3 separate regions of the Sus scrofa genome follow, and regions 1 and 3 are each linked to region 2. Evidence: chromatin contacts called from public HiChIP or PLAC-seq data. All regions are on one chromosome and are shown on one strand. Each heading gives the region's core, a stretch centred on a gene start, on an enhancer-like site or on the middle of the called end of the contact. The rest is flanking DNA. Distances are from core to core; before and after follow the strand shown. Region 1 overlaps SLC1A2 (excitatory amino acid transporter 2). Region 2 overlaps CD44 (CD44 antigen). Region 3 overlaps PDHX (pyruvate dehydrogenase protein X component, mitochondrial).

Region 1 (4,688 bases), core at 8-2,507, 240 kb before region 2:
CAGTGTTGCTGTGAGCTGTGGTGTAGGTCGCAGAGGCGGCTCGGATCCTGCATTGCTGTGGCTGTGGTGTAGGCTGGTGGCTGGTGATTCAGCCCCTGGCCTGGGAGCCTCCATATGCCTTGGGTGCGGCCCTAAAAAGACAACAACAACAAAAAAATGCAATCAAAGGTAATCAGGTAAGACTTTTTTTGAGCCCACTCGCCACCTCTTCCTGCATTTCCCCCCCAAACCACCTGCTTCCTCTCAGCGTGATGTCTCTCTAGTCCTTTTCCTTGTTCCTTGTGAAGGAAAACAAGGAGAAGCTAGCAGGCACTTGGTATTCAGACACAAAGAAGGATGGGGGTCAAAGATGATGTTTAAATTACATAAGTGAATAAATCCAAGGCTCAACGTACAACTGCTTGTGAAACTGATGTAGGAAAAGTTACCAGAAGCTGACAACATTGGTGTAAATTGATGCTTTTTAATGTTTGCAGAGATTCTGAATGTAGTTAATCATTCCCAATAGAGTTCTCTTCTCTGGCTTCCTATCGTGGTCGGGGTAGGGGAAAAATAAAGAGCCAGGGGTCTTAATATGACTTGGCATTGGTATGTATATTTTCTGGCAATATAAATGAGAATGTGTGATATGTCTGTATTTCCTGAAGTGGAGTTTTCTGGAGGTTTCTGGGAGCGGGCTATATGGAGGGGTCCTTGTTGTGTCCTGGTGGGATAAGAGGATAAAGACTCTGCGTGGCATGTTCTTCCTTGACTCTTAGGAAGAATTCTTTTTTTTTTTTTTTTTTTTTTTTTTGATTTTGCATCTTCCTCTTTTGTGGATCCATTTAGGAAGAAGTCTATGATTGGATGAAGGGCCAGTTTCTGGAACCCCTTTTCTGAACCTTAGGAGAGAAAACCTTCAGCTGAAAGTGCCCTCATCATCCTTATGGAAAATGCTAGATTCCTCCTAGATTCAGAACTGGGGCATTCAAACTGCTGTTTTTAATGTGAAAATAGAGTCAGGGCAGAGATGCCATATTTTCTAATTTCCTCTGTCTAGAACTCTTTGTTAGTTGGAGCATCCGTGGATTGTGTTTTTACTTTCTTTGCTTTCTCTCTCCCTCTGAAGACACCCAGTAAGTCCCCAAGAACGTGACCTCCAGATCTCCACACACAATCCACATGTAATTAATTGTTCAATGGTCAGACAGACCCAACAGTTTGTCCAGCAGGGGGTGCTGTGGAGCCTCCCATGGGCCACCTGCAGGGCCAGGGTGATTTTCCTGCTGCCCTGAATCGAGAGCTGGAGGGCAATTGTCTGCATCCCCAGGCCAGCCCCAGCTGTTACCTCCCTTTGGGAAAAGAAACCCAACCGCTTTGACTGTTTACATTCCAAGTGACCTGGAGTTGTTAAAACAACCAGGGGACCGGGGCTCTGGAGCCCAAGGCCACACCTGGGACGACAGGCCTGAGGTTGAGAGCCAGTTGACAGCTGTCACCACCAAATACCACCCTGGTCCTGGGTCCTCACCCTCCCGGTCTTTCTTCCTGAGAGTCATCCGTGGGATTCGAACAAGATTTGGTATGTCCAACCTGGTTGGGTCTGGGTTCTTGGCCGACTTTTTAAAGTGAAGGGGCAACCCTGGGAAAGAAGGGAGACCTTTAATGAGGGAGGAAAAAGACACTTGAGGGCTGGAAAAGTACATTTGGAAAGGGCTGGAAGGGCCCCAGAATAAACAGTGCAAGAATGGAAGCATGAAAACAGATACTCCTCTTTTCAACATGACTAACCAGCCCCCCCAAAGTCCAGCTTGTGTTCCAACCCAGTTGCAAGCAGGAAACAAAATTAAAATAGGCATGAAAATGCTGTGCTTTTGTTACCGGGCTCACTCCCTCAGGAGGAGGCCGAGGAGGAGTCGGGGACTCAGCCACGTGTCCATATGCTGCTTGAAAGAGGATGTTTCTGTTCACTGTTGAGCTGCCAACGGCAGGGAAAGGTTCCTGAGTTTTCCAGGAGCAGGAAAATCATGCTTCCATGCAGCCGTGACTTTTGTGTCTAGTCGGGGGCATTTTAGGTTAACCTTTGAGTCTCTCGTGTCATAGAATTGCAGGGTATTTAGGGAATAAATAAATGCAAGCCGTCGAGGAGTTCCTGTCATGGCTCAGTAGTAATGAACCCGACTAATGTCCATGAGGACACGGGTTTGATCCCTGGCTTCGCTCAGTGGGTTAAGGATCCGGTGATGCCGTGGGCTATGGTGTAGGTTGCCGATGAGGCTTGGATCTGGTGTGGCTGTGGCTGTGGTGTAGGCCAGCAGCTGCAGCTCTCATTCGACCCCTAGTCTGGGAACGTCCATGTGCAGTGGGTTCAGCCCTGAAAAAAAAAAAAAGAAAGAAAGAAAGAAAGAAAATCAGTTGAAAAGTTCCCTGGGTGATTTCTTTACCACAAGAATTTCTGAGTCCTCCTTTAAGAGAAACAGGGCTGGTTTCATGGGTGTGTGATGGGCAGTCACCTGGGGCCCTGGGCTCAGAAGGGGCTTTTCCTGGGTTTCATGCTCTGCAATCACCATCCTTAAACTCTTAATAACAGAGGCCTTGGCTTTTAATTTCACACCGGGCCCCACCTATTAGGTGGCTAGTCCTGCAGGGAAGCCACATATCCACAGGGCCGTGTGAATTTCTGCTGTTCACGGTGATAGTGAACATGATGAAAATGATAACCTTGAAAATATCTGTCTCTTGCATTGCACTATTATGACAATGAGACGCTTTGCATAAAATAACTTCTGGAGCCAGCATTGCATTGTGGTTGTGTATCTGTTTTCATGCTTTGGATGTGTTTGATATTCAGGCAAAATTGCCTGGTCCACGGCTTACTAACAGTATAGCTTCAGGGAAGTTCATTGGCCTCTCAGACTCTTTATCTGTTCAGTAGGGGCAATATCACCACCTGATAGGGCTTTGGGAAGGATTAAGGCAGGATGTGGGTGAAGCACTTGGTAGAGTGCGTGAGACCTGGAGGACACCCTGTAATGACTGTCTTCTTCTTCTTGCAATAGCCTGACTGTATTGCTTTCAGTTTGCTGGACTTAGGCGGGGTTACCCATCCGGCTCTTTGCAAATTAGGTTGCTAACCTTGGTGTGTACCCACAAGTGTGTTTGCTAATTCTTTCTCATAGAGCCACAGGTGATAAGATTAGAAAGTAGGGCCTGGACTTCTTTGTTCTTGTAGAGGTGGTATTTGCACTAGTGGAGATTCGTTTGAAGAGTTTTCTCTTTGTGTGCTTTTAACCCTTGAACTAGTTTTTACTTGTAACACATTTGACTCAAAATGCGTGGCACCTTTTCCACCACACTCTCCGACACCAGATGGGTTTCCTGCAATTCAATTCAAATCAGATCCTTCTGCCTGGAGTTTGTGTCAGACCCCTTAGGTTAAGGGCTCCATCCCAAGAGACTGCCCCCACGTGACTGCAGGTGCCCGTGGCAAAGTTATACTTCTGATTGACAGGCTATAAATTCTGGGAGTTCCCACAACCCCCTCCTCAGGTTTGATGATTCTCTAGACCCACTCATAGAACTCACCCTATTATAAAGCGTGCAATTCAGGAACAGCCAATGGAAGAGAGGCACAGGTCAAGGTATGGGGGGAGGCATGTTGCCTCCCCGCCTCAGGGCACACTTTGATGTGTTTCCAACCCAGAAGCTCTCAAAGCCATCCATCCTTTAGGGATTTCTATGGGGGTCTCCTTATGTAGACACGATGGATCAAATCACCAGCCACTGGTTAGTAATTCACTCTCCAGCTCCCCTCCCCTCCCCTCCCCCAGGGTCAGGGTAGAGGGGAGGCTGAAAGTTCCAACCTCTAATTGTACCTTGGTCTTTCTGATGACCAAGAAAGCTACCAAGGGGCAGGATCCCCAGCCACCAGTCTTCTCATTGGTCTACAAAAGGCACGCTTATCCCCCTGGAGAGTCCTGCCATTTGGGGAGCTGTGATCCCTCCAGGAATCAGGGACAGAGACCAAATATTTATTTTGTATTGTGTCACAATCCTGTACTAGGATGGTCTCCCCAAGCTAGAAGCCTTCTGCTCCCTTCTCATTCAAGCGTTCTGAACGTGTCTAAGGATAAGATGGATTGTTTCAGGCGATGTTGGACAGGGAGCTGGGGGCAGGAGGCCTATCCAGCCTAGGTCAGACTTCTGTCAGGCAGGGGCACCGTGGAAGACAGCCCAGATTTGGAAGGAGGGTGGGTGAGCGTTGCTTCCTCTAACACCGAGGGTCTGTGATGTCCTCTGTGACGTTATCCCCATCAACTCCAACGACTGAGGATTCAAGATTTTCCAGCACCTTAAAACCACCTTTTAAAATAACTCAATGAATTTTATTATATTTACAGTTGTATAACCATCATCATAATTAACCATCTTAAACATCTTATGGGTGTGTGGTAGTGCCACTGTAGATGGCCAAATCATGTGACAGAATGTTACTCTTTTATTGGGTGAGCTGGTTTAGGGGGTAAAAGGAGCCTCTGTGTGCTGTAGGAAAGAATGCTTCTATCTTCCAAATAAAACACAAAAAGTCGTGTCCAGCTGGTCACTAAAATATTACTATAGGGTTATCTTCAAGGAAAATCAAATAGAGAGACTTACATGTTTTTCCCCCCTTTTCTTTGTAATGTTATCTCTGTTAAAATTTCCATGGG
Region 2 (4,615 bases), core at 630-3,129:
GGCAGAGCCCTTTGCCCAAGAGCCTGGTAAGACAGCAGTGGGAAAACCTGCCCTAATGGACCATCCCCTTTCTCCATGGGGAGATTCTGAGGCCCCCAGGCACGCTGCTTTCCCCAGTGGTGGGCTGGCTCACTCGCTCTCATTCTCTCTGCGCTTTTCCCATCTTGTCATGGGTTCCCTTCTAAGGCCGGGTCTCTCAGGAGAGGATCCTTTTCCCAGGATCCCCATGGGGATCAGAGACTCCAGCCCCAGCTGCAGCCTCAGGGCTCCTCTGCCCTTTACAGCCCAAGGGCTCTGGCTGAGGTCCGGCAGCATGAAGAGAGGACCCCGGACTCAGGGCTGGCCCAAGGCTGGGATGCCAGACCACGAGATGTCCTCACAATATTTGGAGATGTTTGTTGCCCAACCTGAAACTCTCCACAGACCAGGCTGTGCTAGCTGGAGCATGGTACTCCAGGCCAACAGCATCTTACTCCATCAAGCTCCTGGAGTCGGTCACGTGCGAGCCTCTTGGGCAGAGGCAGCCAAGAGCACCGGTGGATGCTCCACATTTTTCATCTTTATGGTGTTTATCATGACAGAGCCAGGATTTTGTTTCTGTCTTCTGATTTGCTGAGCTCATGTCTGAAAAATGTTATGCAACTCGCAAATCCAACCAAACTGATTCTGATCAGAAGGAGGCCGAGAAACGGCCAGTATTTTTTTAAAAGCACTATTGCTAATTGGATCATTTGTGTTTAAAGCCAAGAGGGATGACAGACAACTTCTACCCAAATTCTCTTGAGACACAACAGAAAACAAAACCCACAATGACTGAAGACGGTCTCAAGCCAGATTTTGAGAACAGCAGGACCTCTGGAGTCCTTAATTGCTAGATTCCTGACCCCCCAGTCCAGCGCTCTGACTACTGAACTGCTTTTATAAGAGGCCTGAGCAAGCCGTTCCAATAAAGTCACAATCCACTGTCTTAATGGGACATGAAGAAGCCATTCTGTTCCTCACTGTAATTGTTTGATATCTTCCCAGCCCAGAAGTTTCCATCTGGGAGTCTTCCTGGCTATTATAGCCCCTGCTGCCACCCAGCCTGCCAGTCCAGAAGGCTGGCAGCCTTCCTGCTGCCCCCATCCTCTGACGCCCATGTGATGGGTGCCCGGTGAAAGGGTCTATTGTTCAGCATCCACTCCTGAATGAGGCCAACATCACACTCAGTGGCCGAATCGCCTTTGGCTGCCCGGGCAGACCATGAGTCTTGAGTGACTCAGTCTCTCCCGGAATTGCCCTGGGGGTGGGTGAGGGTTTAATGAGCAGAGAAAATAGTTGCACACCATCATACCCAGAGAATTTCCTCCAGAACGTATCCCGGGTTGTTTTCAACTGAGCTATTCAACTCTTGGCACTCAGAAAGGAAATGCACCCCAACTTCTTGGCGCCTGGATGGACCCCCTGACCTCTCAGCCTCTTGTTCAAGGAGCCCATCATGGCAGCCAACATGAAACCAACAAGGGCCCGTCACATCCACTCTGTCAGAGGAGAGTGGAACACCAGGTGGTGTTCTCAGCCGCTACTCTGGCCCTTCAGTGGGGGCCACCCAAGGACTGGCCCAGGGCAGCTCTTTGGTTGTTTTCACAGAGTCTGAAGAAAGAAAGACTCCCACCCCTACCTCCTGGTGGGGTGATGGGAACTCAGGGGGTGGGGGGGGTGGGGGGGGAGGCCCTTTAAGGCCCCCACTCCTGATCCAACAGACTTTCTGGCCAAGGACAGTGTGGGTCCTAAGACTGTCAGCTCAGTGCCCAATTCTGCAAGGCCAGGTGGTCTTTGGTGAGAGAGTCTCCCGGAAGGGAAGGCAGCTGGCGGAAGGGGACCATCACGTGTGCCCCTGCGTGCTGCCATGGCAACCGGGACATGTTTGGCTCTGGCCCTGAGAGATCGTATCTATTTAGCAGGCTGATGAACACAAACCCCAGGATGTGGTAAACGAAATGAAAACGCATCTCAGGGGCCCACATGGGGTTTTTTCCTGTTGCAAGTCAAAAAAAAAAAAAAAAAAAAAAAAAAAAAAAAAAGAGGCCTAGTTATTTTGTTTCATAACTAGATTTGGGCGTGGGGGTGGGGCTCGTTCCAGGTATGGCTACATCACCTAGTCTGGGTACAGCTTTTGCTCCAGCCTGTCACCAGATCTTTGAGGAACTGGCTGAGTCTGGTCTGAGGAAGTTCTTCAAGGAAGCTGAGCAAGGCTGAGACTGTCACTCACAGGGAATGGCAGTGTTTGGGGCTGGTTAGTGGGTCGCTGACATGCTGAAGAGCCAGGGGCCCCCCTCTGGGTCAAGGATGAATGGATTCTAGTCTAAACCCTGTTCTTCATAAGCTGTGTGCCCTTGAATGAGTCATTCTAGCTCCCAGGTTCACACCCACCTCCCAGGACGAAATAAGTTAGGATGCGCTTAGAGCTGGTGGGATAAAGGGAAGGGAGTGCCATGCACACCTGGCATGGTAGAAACACCTCAGATGGCTTCTCACAAATCCAGTATTAATTAAGACACCCCTGGGCTCCAAACCCAGCAGAATAAGTGAGCGTCAGTCATCTCCCTGTGGGGGAATTTCCTTTTCCAATTAGGAAGCACTTCCATGTCCAAAAGTATCAGGTAGGTACTATGGCCCCATCTTACAGATGAAGAAACTAAGGAGCAAAAGATGCAGTGACTCCAAAGTCTTACAGAGCTGGAGTAAAACCAAGCCCTCAACCCAGATTTTCAAGGTCTTCCTATGGTCCCCATTACCTGCGGTGCTGTCCTTTCCGTCCTGGGTTGTCAAACAAGCTAAGGGGTAAAGTGGCAGCCCTCGGAGACAAGAGCGATGGTTTTCATACTTTTCCTCCTATCCCCGCCCCATGAGCTCTCAGGTGAAACTGCAATATTGAGGATAGGGGACAGCAGAAGTGCCCCAATGGGAGCTGGAGGGAGCGGGGAGGGCAGGTGCCAAACCCTGCATCCACCAGCTACTCATCCTTGCCCAGCCCCCACCCCACCCCACCAATGGTCCTGACACCCTCCACAATGCTCTCCAAGGCTGCGTGGAACATTCTGGAAATCATGGCAACAGGGGCGAATCATACCATTTGGCAAGGCCTGCAATGGGCCAGGGCCTCCAAAGCATTCGGAGAATCTAAGACGGTTACTCACCCGATATGACAGCCATGGAAGCCGAGAGTCAGAGGTTTAAGTAAGTGACACAGGGCTCTGCAGCTCAAAGGCGACAGCCAAAATGAAATGCCTTGTATAAAGACAATTTAAAACCTCTATGGACTTAGTATTATGGTTTTATTCCCCCCCCAGTCTCAAGAATAAAAACACCTTGCAATTTAAAGTTCTTCTTAAAGACGACCCCTGGTTCACCTTATAGAGAGGAGATAGCAAAGTCTGATTTCCCAACTCTATTCTGTAGGGACAGAGGCTGGAGAACAGTGGACTCAGCAGGATTTATAGATTCAGAAACTGAGAGCAGGCTGCTGTTCTTCACGCCAGAGCCCTCCAGATGGAGGGGAGCAAAAGGCCACCACCAAGGCCCACAGAGCTCAGCATCACTGTGCAGTCCAAGGTGTCTCCAGCTTGGCCTTGACTGCCTCTTTCCTGTCTCTTTCAGCATCTTCTCAAGTGATAAAGAAAAGAGTCCGGAATGCATGGAGCTGCTATTCCTCATCAGACCTTAGTGGTGGTGACAGATGTCATACCTTGTGATCCCCAGCACAGCTTTGAGAGGTCACATCATTCACCCCATTTTGCAGACAGAACAAGGGAGGCTCACATCACAACTGACTCAACATTCTCTGTGAAAGTGGCAGGGTGCCGAGTCAAATGCTGGGACGCTCCCTGGTCTCTGATGGGAGTCTGCCCAGCTGCTTACCAAAGCCACACCCCTCTGTTGGGGACACATTCTCCACCTGGGGGCTGGAAAGGCAAGGGCCCTGTGGGCTGTGGTTGGGACAGGTCCTCCTGCCAGCCTGTGGCTGGGCTCCCCGGCAATACTGACACTCCTGGAGCACCTACTGTGTGCTAAGTGCTTCACTCTGATTATGTCATTTAATCCCCAAAATTCACATATGGGAGAAGGACTATTATTGACATCAGAGCTTATTACAGATAAGAAAACTGAGGTGTAGAGAAGTTATGAAACTGATCCATGTTTACACTGTTAGGGGGTCAGGCAGCCTGGCCCCTCTCAGACATCAGCACAGAAATGCCTGCCTCATTGCTTAATTTCAGGAGATGCCAAGGGAGTCGCAGGATAATGCCTCTTGGCAGATGGTTTGAGCACCCCTGGATCTGTATTTGCTGGGGCCATGCTAATAGCGTTGGTGGATGGGAGCTGGTTCCTACTGTCTCCCCCTCCGGGTAACTACTAGACCCAATGAGATGGAAAAACCAGACCTGCCCTGGGACCTAAGAGCCCTCGACAGAGGTGACTGTCTCAGGACCACAGTCAGGGGCGAAGCCTAATGAATGGCTTGGATTTCCACCTGCCTGTGACAGCAGCTCAATACTTCTGCTCTGTCCATGACGGACGGTACCTGCTTCATTAGATTGATGGCTTTTACCTTCTTTCCCTCACAGCACCGCTT
Region 3 (4,673 bases), core at 190-2,689, 190 kb after region 2:
TTAGAAACCAAGAATATGCAGGAGAACTTTCAGAAAGTGGAGGCCAGATGTGCAGAGAATATAAAGAAACATATAGATGTTCAAACTATAAAGCCAAACGGATTATTTGAGCTACACAAGAAAATCTTGTCTCTCACCTGTTCTACTGGTTTACATTGTCCAACGGCTACAGAATTTGCACATTTCAAAAACCAAAGAACAAACAGAATTTTATCAAAGTATTGGGTGTAGACAGGTATTTTTTAAAGGAAAATCAGTCTTTTATTCTGAGGGGGTGTCTTTTGGTAGACGAGCAATTCATAAATTAAATTATATCCTCATTCTTTGTACTCGTGAAGTAATTTCCACATAGCATTCAGAAAGTAGGATTACTGCACCTATGACTTTCATTAGGATATTTACTAAATCATTGTTTATTCTAGTGCAAATTAGCTTGCATATGGCCAGGAAATTATGCCATTTAAAATTCTGCTTAAATGCTATCACCACAATCTAATGCAGTAAACAGAACCCACAGCATCATTTAGAATGAAAAATAACTAAACCAGTAACAGACTTGCCTTTGCGTAACTCTGTAAAACAAAAGTGATTTTGGTCATTAAAAAGATATAATTAGACTACTATGTCCAGTTCTCAATCCATTCTAGATTACAGTGGGTATAAGGTCATGTGTTTTCTGAAACAAAACAGCTTTTTTTTTTGAAAATTTTAATCGACAATTCAAAAATACTTTAAAAATGTTTTACATTAAAATATATCTAAATTTTTTAATAAAAAAAGTTTAACATTATCTAAAAACAACTTCAGGGTGACACAAATCTAAAGGCAAATTATATCTTTAAAATTTCTTAAACACAGTTAATGATTTGGTATTATCACACGGTAGGCAGAATTCTAAGGTGGCCCAGTATTTCTGTTCCTGGTGTACACACTCCATATAATCCCCTGAGTGTGGGTAGGCCTGTGAATATGCTGGAAGTCACTCCCATGGCAAAGGTGATGGATTTTTGTAGGAATAATTAAGGTCCAAAATCAGTTGACAGTGAGTTAATCAAAAGGCAAACTATCCTGGAAGGGCCAAACGTATCACATAAGCACTTTAACTTTCAGGAAGTCCTGAAAGAAGAAATTTTGAAAGCCTTTTTTCCCCTTCTTCCTTTTTTGGCTGCTGTTTGGCAAATGCAGCTCCCACGCCGGGGATCAGATTCAAGCCACGGCTATGACCTACACTACAGGTGTGGCAACACTGGATCCTTAACCCCCTGAACTGGGCCAGGGACTGAAGCTGCATCCCAGCGCTTCAGAAACACTACTGATCCCATGGCACCACAGCGAGAACTCCAAAAAGAAGAAATTTGAAGGGAGAAAGATTCTCCTGCTTGTATTGAAGAAGCAAACAGGCGTTTATTTATGAACTGCCTATGGAGATGATGCAATGGCAAAGGCCTGAAGACAGCCTTTAGGAGATGAGAATAATGCCTGGGTTACGGCTAGCGAGAAAACAGGGGCCACAGTCCTAGGAAGTGAATTCTGCCAACAACCATGTGAGCCTGGAAGAGTCTCACCTTCTGGCCCACACCTTGATTTCAGCCTTGTGAGACCAAGAGCTGGAGAATACCTAGCCAGGCTGGGCCAGGACTTCTGACCTAGAGCACCATTAACTATTAGATAATAAATGGGTGTTGTTTGAAGTTAGTAAGTTTGTTGCAATTTGTCATGCAGCAATAGAAAACTGACACAGGCAGAAATGCTCTAGCCTGGGGAGGGGTGTGTATCATTAGAGAGATTTCCCAATATGTACTGGTACATTTTTGAGGAAGGAGGGTCCATGCTTTTTATGTCAGATCCAGAAAGGAATGCATAAACTAACATTAAGTGCAACTAACTTACTCATTTCAAAATTAAAGAGTTGACATTTAAGGTAAGAGGTCACGCTGACAAAAAAAAAAAAAAATCTTAAATGTTGCATCATCCTCAATCCCTAAGTGCTGAACCAAGGAATGAAAGTGTTAAAATGATCCTCTTGTGTCTGTATGGTGGTTATGTTAATGATGTAATCTCACACAAGCCATGTGAGGGAGGTTTTATTACTCCCAATGTATAAATGAGGAAGGAGGCTCAAAAGGGTTCAATTCCATTTCTAAGTCGGTTTCTCAAGCACCCACTCTATTCCAGTGTTGTAGATCTAATGTTAAGCAAAACACTTCCTATTAAGGAGTGTTATTCTATAGGAGTCATATATTAATCAAGTCAACAAATCGATAGTGATGTGCTATGAAGAAAACAAAGCAGAGGAATGAGACTGAAATTGAGAGTAGTGGGTGAGAGGGAAGGCCTTAAGAATGAATACTTCTATGGAATGACTTGAAGGCGCAAGTCTCAAGAAGAGTTGGGAAAAGCATGTATCTAGGTAGAGAATAACAAGTGTAAAGGCAGGGAAATCAGGGCTTCTAAAAACAGAAGGAAGGCCAGAGTGGAAGGAGTGCAGTGAACACAGAGGAGGGGTTTGAAAGATGAAGCTGGAGAGGCAGGCAGCTGCCAGCTGCCAGGGCTGGGACAGACCCAGGTATGGCCAACTCCAAACCCTGCGTATTTGCTGCTATCTTCCTAATAGCTATGCACAAAGTGTGCAGATTAAACATAAACTAAGGCAGAGTTGAGTAATTTTTTCTCATAAGAACAGGCTAGTATAGAATTAAATGAGCATATCTCTGAAACTGACAAAACATTGTAAATCAACTATATTTTTATAAAAAAAGAATAAAAAATTAAAATCTCAAAAAGAAAGAAAGAAAGACTAAATGTCTAAGGGAGGGCTCTTCTGTTAAGGCTTTTGAAAACAACCTTACTTCTGTTTGGAAATTCATTTTTAATTTACTTATGATATTTATAAGCATTTTTCCAGTTAACTGTGATAACATTTACATGTGAAGTAAGTGACTGCCAATACAATTCACGGCCACAGAGATAAAAGTGTAAGCAATGAGTAAAATAAGGCCTTTTACTGATTCAGAAAAATGCTCTCAACAAAAAGTATTTATCTTTTAAGAGCTCTTACAACCTAACATTACTAATTCCCTTTCATCATATAAGGTAATTAACTACATCTAACAAAATCTATTATTAATTTGAGTTTTAAATTGAATTAAAGTTGAACATCAGAATGGCATATCCAAAATACATTGATCTCCTTATACAGGGATTCCTAGTGTACCTCTCAGCGATTGGTTAAAAATAAACAACAACAAAACAATGAAAACTTGAGGAGACTAGAAAATCTAAAATAATGCCTAAATACATGAACTTGAAAAAAGGTTGGTCACACTAAAAAGACACATTTCATTTCACTATCAGTATAACTATTACTGTTTTATCAAGAAATGACAGCTTAGGTTCATCCTTAAAAGTAAGGAGTCATTAGTCATAAACAAGTAGAAAAATCAATTTTGGCTACACGTCTATGGGTTCACAGTAAACTTTTACTGTTGATTTCAGTTATAAAACCTCATAAAGCAGAAATGTTAATTACTGTTCGGTAAGAGTCATAATTTAGTGTCTGTAATTTAGAGAATGATTTTAATGATGTCTGTCCATTAAATGATTAATCAGTCTAACCTTGAAGAAGGAGGTGGACATAGAAAGCTCTAAAAATTAGGAGAAAAACTCATGTTCCATACACTTCCGCAGAAAGACACAGGATTTTTTGGTTGTTCACTTGAGGCTTCTTTACCATATCCTTTAATTCATTTGGGAGTGTTATGGATTAGTTTTAAAAAGAAATATTACCAAAAACACACTAGACACAACTGTCATGTCTACCACTTTTTTTTTTTCCCGTCTTTTTGCCATTTTCTTGGGCCACTCCTGCGGCATATGGAGGCTCCCAGGCTAGGGGTCTAATCAGAGCTGTAGGTGCCAGCCTACGCCAGAGCCACAGCAAGGCAGGATCCGAGCCGCGTCTGCAACCTACACCACAGCTCACGGCAACGCTGGATCCTTAACCCACTGAGCAAGGCCAGGGATCGAACCTACAACCTCATGGTGCCTAGTCGGATTCATAAAACACTGAGCCACAACGGGAACTCCACGTCTACTACATTTGTGATGCTGTTATATGAATACGAACATTAGCTACAACTATGATTTAAGTCATAGATATACCAAAAAAAGTTAGGCTGCAGGCCAAGAACCTACGTGTGTTCTGCTTCCAACAGTGTCCCTGACACTTGTTTTCTTAAAGTACATGTACAGGCAAAAAAAGTATGTATGCTTTTGCACAAAATATATTCTAAGCAATATGTTTGCGCTAATGCAACATTAAAACAGCAACCACGGAATGCCCTTGTGGATCACTGGTTTAAGGATCCGGCGTTGTCACTGCTGTGGCATAGATATGATCCCTCACACGGGAACTTCCACATGCCTTGGGCATAGCCAAAAAGAAAAAAATAAAACAAAAAAAAAAGCAACCGTAACACTTAGGATCTCCTTCCTAACTAAATACAATGGATCAAAGACATCTCCCCAGCCACTGTGCAATGACTTTTCTACTCGTGCTTTCAGTTGGCAAGGTAAGGAGGAAGGATGTCCCTCATTATTTCAAGAATGTGTGTGAAGGTATTTGGGGGCAGCTTATGCCAAAGCCTGCAATTTGTCAATCTTATCAAAAGATG

The links. HiChIP or PLAC-seq counts read pairs in DNA pulled down with a chosen protein or histone mark.
Region 1: a contact with region 2 is called in an H3K27ac HiChIP or PLAC-seq map of alveolar macrophages. The contact joins two enhancer-like sites. A contact is called at or near these places in 2 of 47 Hi-C or Micro-C datasets (both in embryonic fibroblasts) and 1 of 2 datasets of contacts at active chromatin or transcription factors (alveolar macrophages).
Region 3: a contact with region 2 is called in an H3K27ac HiChIP or PLAC-seq map of alveolar macrophages. The contact joins two enhancer-like sites. A contact is called at or near these places in 1 of 47 Hi-C or Micro-C datasets (embryonic fibroblasts) and 1 of 2 datasets of contacts at active chromatin or transcription factors (alveolar macrophages).

The regions. Positions count from the first base shown.
Region 1 is chr2:25,618,909-25,623,596 of Sscrofa11.1, forward strand. The region is part of intron 1 of SLC1A2 (excitatory amino acid transporter 2); the gene reads left to right. Among named protein-coding and RNA genes, the nearest start is that of SLC1A2, 17 kb to the left of the region's middle. Within about 2 kb of position 1,258, at least 3 of the 83 cell types and tissues checked have an H3K27ac peak or open chromatin away from gene starts, as enhancers often do. A contact at or near this core is called in alveolar macrophages, where this site is marked.
Region 2 is chr2:25,855,247-25,859,861 of Sscrofa11.1, forward strand. All of the region lies in intron 1 of CD44 (CD44 antigen), which reads right to left. Among named protein-coding and RNA genes, the nearest start is that of CD44, 27 kb to the right of the region's middle. Within about 2 kb of position 1,880, at least 34 of the 83 cell types and tissues checked have an H3K27ac peak or open chromatin away from gene starts, as enhancers often do. A contact at or near this core is called in alveolar macrophages, where this site is marked.
Region 3 is chr2:26,041,657-26,046,329 of Sscrofa11.1, forward strand. The region is part of intron 7 of PDHX (pyruvate dehydrogenase protein X component, mitochondrial); the gene reads right to left. Among named protein-coding and RNA genes, the nearest start is that of MIR1343, 22 kb to the right of the region's middle. Within about 2 kb of position 1,440, at least 7 of the 83 cell types and tissues checked have an H3K27ac peak or open chromatin away from gene starts, as enhancers often do. A contact at or near this core is called in alveolar macrophages, where this site is marked.